Linked DNA regions of Gasterosteus aculeatus: region 1 is linked to region 2. Evidence: chromatin contacts called from public Hi-C data. All regions are on one chromosome and are shown on one strand. The core of a region is the stretch at or near the end of the contact, and the rest is flanking DNA. Distances in the headings are between cores, read along the strand shown. Region 1 has its middle 13 kb from the start of mtpn. Region 2 holds the start of LOC120818373 (protein mono-ADP-ribosyltransferase TIPARP-like).

Region 1 (4,343 bases), core at 1,467-3,966, 170 kb after region 2:
CTTTGTCTTTAATCTGCACTATGAATATAAAACGGCAATAGCGTGGTTGCCTTGGATGCATATTTATCCTTTTCTTTTATATGCCCCATAAGTGCCTCACTGTAACGCGATCATACACCGGGCCGATGGGTCCGTCGGGCTGGACGCAGTCGGCGGCAGAAGTCATTTAAAAGCCGGCGTTTGTGTCGTGAGAACCTCAAAACACACACGCAGGAGCATGAATCTGTTTCGGGCTGTTTACTTCTCGGCCCCTCTTTGTTTGTGCTCCGAGCCGATGTGCGATGAGCCACATCCAAATGCCTCTCGATTCCTGAGCGCCAAACGTTCCCAGCCGAACAGCCATTTGCAGGGAAATCGATGCAGCCGCAACGCCATTAGTGACGTTTTAATTGGATGTAGAAGCAGATTCATTGTTACTTCATCGTCCGAAGACGCAGCGCCTGCGTTTGGAGTCGGTTTCAAAAGTGTACTGCAACTCCTCTGCAGAGAAACGGTAAAATAATTTAATTTTCTTTCTGACGGGGAAATTCTGTGCAAGCAACTAAAGCTTATTGTGATATGAATACAGCACAGAATGGTTGAGTAAACAAATAATCATTCAGGAACCTTCTTACGTGTCATAACTCATCCGGGGTCATCGCGTTGCAGGTAATCTTCATCCCATGTAGACCTTTGTGCTCCGTGTAATCAAGTCAAAGGCCACACAACAATGTAGGAGGTTAATATTCCCATCAATAGGTCGATGCAATATTTCTCATGTAGAACAAACAGTACACTGAGTTAATCTTTCTCCCAGAGGAGGTTTGCACATTGGGCCCCAGCTTCAAACCACTCCTATGAAGGGTGGTGGTGGGGGGGGTAAAAGTTATCTATTCCGAAAGGGAAAATGACGACTTTAAGGACTGTAGCACGAAGAACAAACTGCACAGAGGCTGAAAGTCACACTTCTGTCAGGTGAAAATATATAGATCAAACTAAAGCGGCCCAGTTAGGTGGGTGGGGGTAAAGTGCTGTTCGATGGCAGGTGTGACAGTTTGGTGTAAATAGAAAGCTTAAAAATAGAAATATTGACTGCACAGTGTCTGTTGCGATTGTGTTGTTCTTTTACTTTCTGAGACACCAAGAACGCTAGAATACGGCCTTGCTCTCTCGGCGGCGAGCGAACCGACCCGACGAGTAACGTCTAGATGACCCCTCGCCATTAAGTTCCACTCTGGATTTAGAGCTCTTCTGTTTCTATATATATATATATATATATATATATATATTCTTTACAGCCGCTGCAAACCTTCCCAGTAGCAAATCCTCTCGTAAGAGACAAAAGAAAAACGTTGCTCTCCGGTGCCCTGCGGGGGGGGGGGGCTGAAACTTTTGAAAGATTGCTTTTTTACCTCTCATTTAACGTCTCAGGCGCAGTTTGTTAGAGTGATGGAGGACACTGAGTTACTAATAGCACAGGTAGCACTCGAGGCCGAGTCCATTACGACGGGGGGGCGATGTCTCCACTTGTGTCGCCCCCCCCCCCCCCCGTGAGTGTCGGGATCGGGCATTAGCATCGTCCCTCTGCTTTAATTTTTAATTTTCCCACTTCTCGTGCAGACACTTGACAAAGTGTCTCAGGAGCAGACGCATAATGGGAAACTCAGCGCATTTTCTTCTTTGGGTTGAGGAATCAACATATTGACAACGCAGCGGGAGATTTATCCCACCAAAATTCCTTAAAGCTTTAAACCGTGACAAAAAAAAAAAAACGATTCTTCAGTGCTCACACACAGTAAGTGTGTTCTTTTTATTCATTTTATGCAGAAAACCACAGAGCGCAGTGACCCCCCCCCGGCAGTCTCAGACAGGTTGTACATCACGGCATCGATCAAGTCATTAAACAGCCAGCGGAGTGTCGTTCGTCACGGTTACTCTCTTAACAAAGCTGCATCGTGTGTCCAAGCCGCGGCGTCAGCGGCACGCGGTCCCGTTGGGCCGCCCCCGAGGGGACTTCAAAGGCCGCAGGAGTCCGCCGACGCCTTCGTCTGATAGATCCCCCGATCGCTTGTGGGTTTTCTCCATCTGGACTCTTTTTAAAGTCGTCCAGGAGCGCGACGTGACGCGTATACGCGGAAGGACGTCGTCCGGAGTGGCAGCTGGAGGCCCATGAAGCGTTTTTTTAACGTCACGTCATGCCGAAGTATCTCCTGAGTCTGAAGGACCGCGGGAATAAGCAGTGACCGCGCCCGCCAGCAGAAGGTGGTGAGGTTTTATCAATACGGACGCCCCAGAGGCCTCCAGTGAAGGCAGTCGGAGCGATCGCAGCCAATTACAGGGCGAACACTGTCATGGAAGCCAGCGAGGGGGGGGGGGGGGGGGGGGGGGCTTTCTGGCTGGACAGATAAGGAGGAATGGATGGAGCAGAGTTAAGAGTCAGAGAAGGGAAGGAACAAATAGTGCTGCAAGAAAATGGTAACAAATAATAACGTTGCGTTGCCCCACAATGCATTTGCCTCAAGGAATATGTACTATAATTACAAAACCGATGTTCGATGCGTCGTGGTAAAGACGCCGTTGGGGATCCTTGATTGTAATTAGAGCGGCCGTGATTATTGTGGCATTTCCATTCAAACGGAGCGGATTTCACGGCTAAACCGCCGTCACCCGGACGCTGCATTGCACGGAGACAAAAATAGTTTTCACATTAGTCATGCGCTCAAATTCCCAACCTGAATGCGTCATGTGACTCAAACATGCCGACAGGTTCGGCCTGTTTTTCTGTTGCAGGAGGGAAGTGTGTCATCCTCAATGTTTGCCGTGTTGTAGTTTTGGAACGATGAAACTCCCAAAATGACTTTTCATGTTATAACTTCCACGTTTCTTTCACATGTTGAGGGCCAAATGGTTTCAGTTTAGGATCCTGAATTAAAGGACTGTGTTTCCCTGCAACAGCAAACAGGTAAATATTGTAAGCGTGAGATGCTTTTACGCTTCTTAATAAAGCAAGTTGCTTCAAATCTCCTGTTGAGGCGCCACCAACTGCAAACACTAATTGCGCCTTTTGTTCTCTTGGAGTTAAGCTTTTCCCCCTGGGGGGTTAATTCAATAACAATCTTCCGAGGGGAACAGATAATGTGCCATCCATTAACCTTTTCGGTACCTCGGTTCCTCAACACACACACACACACGTTATGAATATCAACGCTGCGTCCTCACCGCTTGCTGTGCAGCGTCGCGCTGCAACGCGTGCAAAGCGTCCCCAGTGGAATATGCAAAGGTTAATTCGTTGTAAGCGACTGATGGGAAGAGGTCGTCTTCGGCGGGGAGAAAGGAAATGTTTCGCGCGGCCGACTAATGTCGAGTCGGCGGTTTTTCCATTTAGCAGACGGGGGCCTCGGGTTTGGGCCGATGTCAGGGGAATAAAAAAGAAAAAGTGTTGTTTTGGGGCTGCTGGGCGGAAATACTTCACCGCTGTCTCATGCGTCATTGTAAAAGCGTAGTTTTAGTAGTCTGCTTAATAAGCAAAGGGCTGGGAGTCTGACAACGTGGCTTATCACTTTATAATAGATGATGCGCACATTGGAAGCTCACACGGGAGCCGGCTGCAAAGGAATGCAATCAAACGCCTGCGCTCGAAGCGTTAAAAAGTGTGCCGAGCATAAAGTACCTGTTTTGATTTCATGAACAAGTGCTTCTATTTAATTGCAGTATGTTTTTTGTCCAAGACTTCAAGGAAACGTTATTTTGAAAGAACACAAACGAGGCACAAAAGAGTGTTAATTCGCTTTCAGCACGACGCTCGGAACCGACCTGATTAAGACAAGAAATGCAAAGTTAACTTTCTCTGTCTCTTGCTATTGTCATATTTTACTTTTCCAGCAGGTCTCTTTATTGTTCCTCACTGACTGCATGAACATAATCATTCTGTTTGTGTAAACCCAACTGTCGTTAGTCACAATCTGTCACGTGCCGCAGTCGCCTTTATTAGTTCTATTTGCATTGTGGGAGAAAAAGTCGCTTTATAGGCTTACGTGCTGACGTTTGGTTTCGTTATACAACGTTTTGTTACTTTCCAAGTTCAGACAGAGAGAAAACGCTCTCAGAGGGAGCGTTCTGTGTGCAATCAGGACACGGCTGTATCAAGGACACCTGACACGGGAGATAAAGACATATTATATTTATACCACATGTGTCACCTCAGACTGTGGACCACTTGGTGCAGAACGGAGCTGAAACATTCAACATTGCTCGAACTTAAACGACAGCATAAAGCATTTTCTGCACCAGGTACCGGAGAACTTTTGGTGAAAAAGCTTTTCAATGTGACAAAACACTTATAAGTAAATGGCAGTGTGACTGAG
Region 2 (4,342 bases), core at 1,036-3,535:
TGTCCGGTAGAACGTCTGCACAGTGCCGCTTTTATCTGAACATTTTGTGCACGTGATAAAACCTCACGGGTCCCCTTTTCGACGCCACGCCGGACGACCAACGGCGGCGCCGGCCGCTTCACCTGATGTCCACGACCCGGGGCAGCACTTTGTACGTGACGAGGAAGTACGGGTAGCACTGACAGCTGTCGAAGACCACAAAGATGCCCGGCCGGTGCACGTCGTCCACGCAGGCGTCGTAGAGGAGGAACCGGCTCGCCCTGCGGTCGAGCGGCGGCGGCCGGCGGTACGCCTCGCTCCCGAGGCTCACCTTCCCCACCAGCACTTTGGCCAGGAACACGCGGCGGGTCGCGTCCCGCCCCCACCGGACGGAGTACTGGTGGGCGTAGGAGGCGGCGCGGGCGAAGTAGCAGCCGGAACCGTAGGACGCCCCGTTGAACCCGGCCATGCGGGGGTCGAAGTTGTTGTGGCAGATGTCCTCCGAGGCGTCTCTGGTCGTCCCGTGGAAGAGGTGGCGCTCCAGAGGCTCCTCGGACTCGCCGTGCTGCTTCTGCATGTGCGCTTTGTGCCTGCAATGACAACGCAAGGTGTCTTCTGTACATTTTAACAGTATTTTGGCCTAAAAAAAAAAGCGTAATCAATGCAAACGTGTCGGACACAAACAGCAGCTGGACCTTTGGTACTTGTCCCAGTGGAGGAGGTTCTGGACCTGCTGGATGCTGACGATGTCCACCACGGTCTCAGGGAGGCTCTCGTGGAAGAGCTTCAGGACGCTGCGGTGGGCCCGTGTGCCGGCCGGGAGGTCCACCAAGCTGTAGTCCCGCCCTGACTCCAGACACCACACGGGAGGATACCAGGAGGTGAACTCCTGCAGAGGGTCCACGCTGAAGTTCTCCCCAGGAGGACCTCCGACAGGCTCAGTCGGGATCAAGGTCCTGGGTGAAGAGGAAGAGACGATATCATTGGGATGAAGCCCATTAACATCATGTTCTTATTAAGAAGAACAAAAAACACCAAACGCTTGTCTTTCATTTTTCTATGTTATACGTCGCGCCGGTCGTGGGACTCGAACCGTCCCCGGGGACGGAGAGACGGTTACCGACCGCAGGTAAGGCCGCATGGAATCGGGGGAGCAGTAGGAGGGTCTACAGCGAACATCTCTGCTGAACCCCGTGGTGACGTTGGTCTGCCTCATGGCGTCGACGTGGAACACGTACTCCTGGCGGCCGATATGGAAGACGCACTCGCTGACGTCCTCCTCCGTGATCTTCTGCAGCAGAAAAGCGGACACATCCTGCGGGGAGAGGATGGACGGTTAGAGACAGAGGGCAGCGGCTGCCGCCGTGACGAAGACGAAGAGTATGAAACAGTCACCTGGTTGTACTCCTCCCAGTCCTTGCTGTTCCACCAGTAGACTTTCCATTTGCTGGTGAAGTACGGGTTCTCGACCACGCTGTCGGAGCTGGCAAGTCGTCTGACGCCGCTGTAATAAGCCGTGCCTTTAACCTCCATGAAGTCAAAGGTCAGAGTGCAGCGGCAAATGCTAAATGGAGAGTGACCCAAAGGAAAAAAAATGTCAGTGATGAAATCATCTCCTTGGCAGGAACGGATCTCCGTCTCCGCGGGCCTTCGCTTACCTGTCGTGGAGGCAGACGGACGATTGCCCGACGTTGCAGTAGTGCCTCTCCAGCAGGACCTGAGAGCGATGGCCGACGTCGACCCACCGGCGCTCCCTCCGAAGCCACAGCTGCCAGTGGAACGGGTAAGGCGTGTGGTGCTCCGTACACTGGCTGCCCGCGCGGCACGAACCCCTGAGGAAGCGGACGCACACCCGGATGTCGGAGGAGCGCTTGGTGTGGAACTGGGGGGGGAAGCGGCCGCTGGAACAGGGCCCGCAGCCGCCCCGCCCGGGTCTGGACGCCGGGCGGGGCGGCGGGCTGTGGCTGGGTGGCGACGAGAGGCGGGGAGACGGCGGAGGCGGCTGGTGTCGGGTTCGCAGGTTCTCCCTGGTTCTCCCGGGCCAGAGTCGTACTCTCGCCACGCTGGGAGGTCACAGGGGTCAAACGGACGCAGACGCTGTAGGGGTTGACGGCCCAGGCGACGTCGACCTGCCGGGACGTCATGGCCTCCCACACCGGGACGCTGGTGTTGGTGTCAGCGGGGATTTCCAGGAGGAGGCGGCGGCGGGACGGAGTCAGGAAATCGACTGTGGGAGATTCGTCTGGGGGCGAAACGGCACCTCGGCCCCTCGTCTCGCTGTGTGGCGCTTTTGCCATGTTGGAGCTCTTGTAAACAAACAACAAAACACATTGGACTGTTCATTTTGAGTAAATCAGCACGAGGGACAAAGGGTGAAATTAAGTGAGTTTAGCTCAATACAAAGTTAGTGTTACATAAAATAGAGTTAAATCAAAAGAAAATTGGAGCATTGGTCGGAGCCTCGCACGTGCACGTGCGCGTGCACCAGCAGAGTAGCCTTGAATCACGCGCATCCATATTTGCTCACAACTCCTTAAACGTCTCACGCTCCGTTAGCATCGCAGCTATCAGCCCGTTAAAAAGCGGAACCTTACCGGGTCCACGTGACAACACGCCGGCTTCAAAAAGGGGGATTAACTGCAGTCAGAGTTTAAGGAAAGGAGTTGACTTGTTTGGAGGAGTCAATTAAAAAAAAACGGACGACCCGCCGCGAGGGTTCTGCCGGTGCGCACGTGGAGGAGGATCCATAAAAATACGGTGCGTCGAGTAAGTAGTATTTCACACATAATACATAAAAACGAACTAAACTACTTCATACGTACTGTTAAAAGGTTCAAAATCTGTATATGATACGGTTTTATTTTAGTTATTATTTAATTAGTTATATTAGTCATTATCCTGGTCACTTAAAATAATTCACTAAACTTCATATTGTTGTGATATCTGTTGAAAACAATATTATAGCTTTCAAGTAGAATTCAAACTCGGTTTTTGCAGTTCGTTGTATTTGTTTTCCACTCAAAATACCATTTGAGGTGTGTAACTGTGTGTATAAAATCATTTGAGGTGCCGTTTTATTTACTCATTATCATCTGGTATTTTAGAAATATTTATATATAATTCTTAATGGTTATCGTCAATATTAGCATATCACAACACAACTACTACCAATCACACTCATTTTAGTTTCCATAGGTTATTTCCTCAATGAGCCCGTTTGTATTTGTGTTGCCATGTTTGTTGACAGGAAGTCGTCTTCAACCAATCAGGTCACAACATTATTTGTACTTTATTCATTACAGGCTGGACGCAGCCTACAGAATGGATTGAAAGGTTGCACAAATAATAAGATCAGCAAATACTTTATTTGTAGATTCGAACTCTCATAGTATTGCACATAACGTTTAAAGTGCTGAGACTAAATCATATACCGACCAATTCTTCACCATGTATGTTTTAAAATGAAGGTCTAAGGCATTTCATTGGACGAGGAAGAAAGTGCTGAAAATCATGCAGAAATCACCAAAACAAAAGTCACTCCTCCTTTTGTGCTGAGGGGGGGGAAGTAAAAGTTGAGACGCGGAAATCCACTTTCAGAAATATTCAACAGCCTTCACAGAAACCTCCAGCGGCTCCAGCGTCAGAGGACACTGCTGGCAGCCCACCCAGAAGTACGGGAAGACCCTCTCGGTGACGGCGTGCTTGAAGGTGTAGATGTGCGTGTTGTCGTGCGGGTCGTAGAAAGAAACCCTCCCCTTCTCGCAGTCCACCTGCACCCTGATCCTCTGCGGGTTCCTCTTGGGGTTGAGCCTCGTCAAAGGGGAGGTGCCCGCAAAGTACATCTTGTGGTAAAAGTACACGCCCAGGTAGCCGTTCTTCAGCACCGAAGACACTTTCTCTTTCCTCCGGACGGACTCTTTGGCCACGCCGACGACCCACGCCGTGTTCTGCCCCACGTTGACCACCCAGGCGTGCTTGCCCGAGGTGAAGCTCTCGCGGCCCAGCACGCCCGTGTCCGGGTCGAACCTCTCCGGGTTGTCCGGCAGCTTCCGCTTCTCGTCGCTGTCGCAGACGCTGGCGAGGTCCTCCGACAGGACGAGCCACGGGGCGGCGGTGTTCGGGTCCAGGGTCACCGGGTCTGAAAAAAAAAAAAAACACACGGCAGATTTTCAGCGGCCTCGCGTTAACGCGCTCTTGGCTGCGGCGCCATCCTTTCAGCGTGTGCTCACTGAATTTGACGGTCTGCAGCATCTTCTCCCACACGTGGAAGTTCAGAGAGCCCAGATAGCTCGCCACGTTGATGAGCGCTCCCGCGGGCATGACTGGATCCTCCATCGGGCTGCTGGCTCTGCAGGGAGCAGAA

The links. Hi-C and Micro-C count contacts between places; a contact is called where the count stands out from the background.
Region 1: a Hi-C map of whole body shows a contact between it and region 2, with 4 times the contacts expected there. The contact joins the enhancer-like site here to the promoter of LOC120818373 in region 2. A contact is called at or near these places in 5 of 6 Hi-C or Micro-C datasets (liver, skeletal muscle, tail fin and 1 more).

What each region holds. Positions count from the first base shown.
Region 1 is chr4:32,990,230-32,994,572 of fGasAcu3.hap1.1, forward strand. No RefSeq gene overlaps it. Among protein-coding and RNA genes, the nearest start is that of mtpn, 13 kb to the left of the region's middle. Within about 2 kb of position 2,717, at least 3 of the 9 cell types and tissues checked have open chromatin away from gene starts, as enhancers often do.
Region 2 is chr4:32,820,985-32,825,326 of fGasAcu3.hap1.1, forward strand. It overlaps LOC120818373 (protein mono-ADP-ribosyltransferase TIPARP-like), which reads right to left and starts at 2,286. Exons shown (of 5, transcript XM_040175402.2): 1 at 1,638-2,286; 2 at 1,375-1,543; 3 at 1,104-1,294; 4 at 675-935; 5 at 1-569. The coding sequence starts at 1,512. The coding sequence ends at 119. trim35-14 (tripartite motif containing 35-14) reads right to left here. Exons shown (of 7, transcript XM_040175403.2): 6 at 4,209-4,327; 7 at 3,326-4,117. The coding sequence ends at 3,573.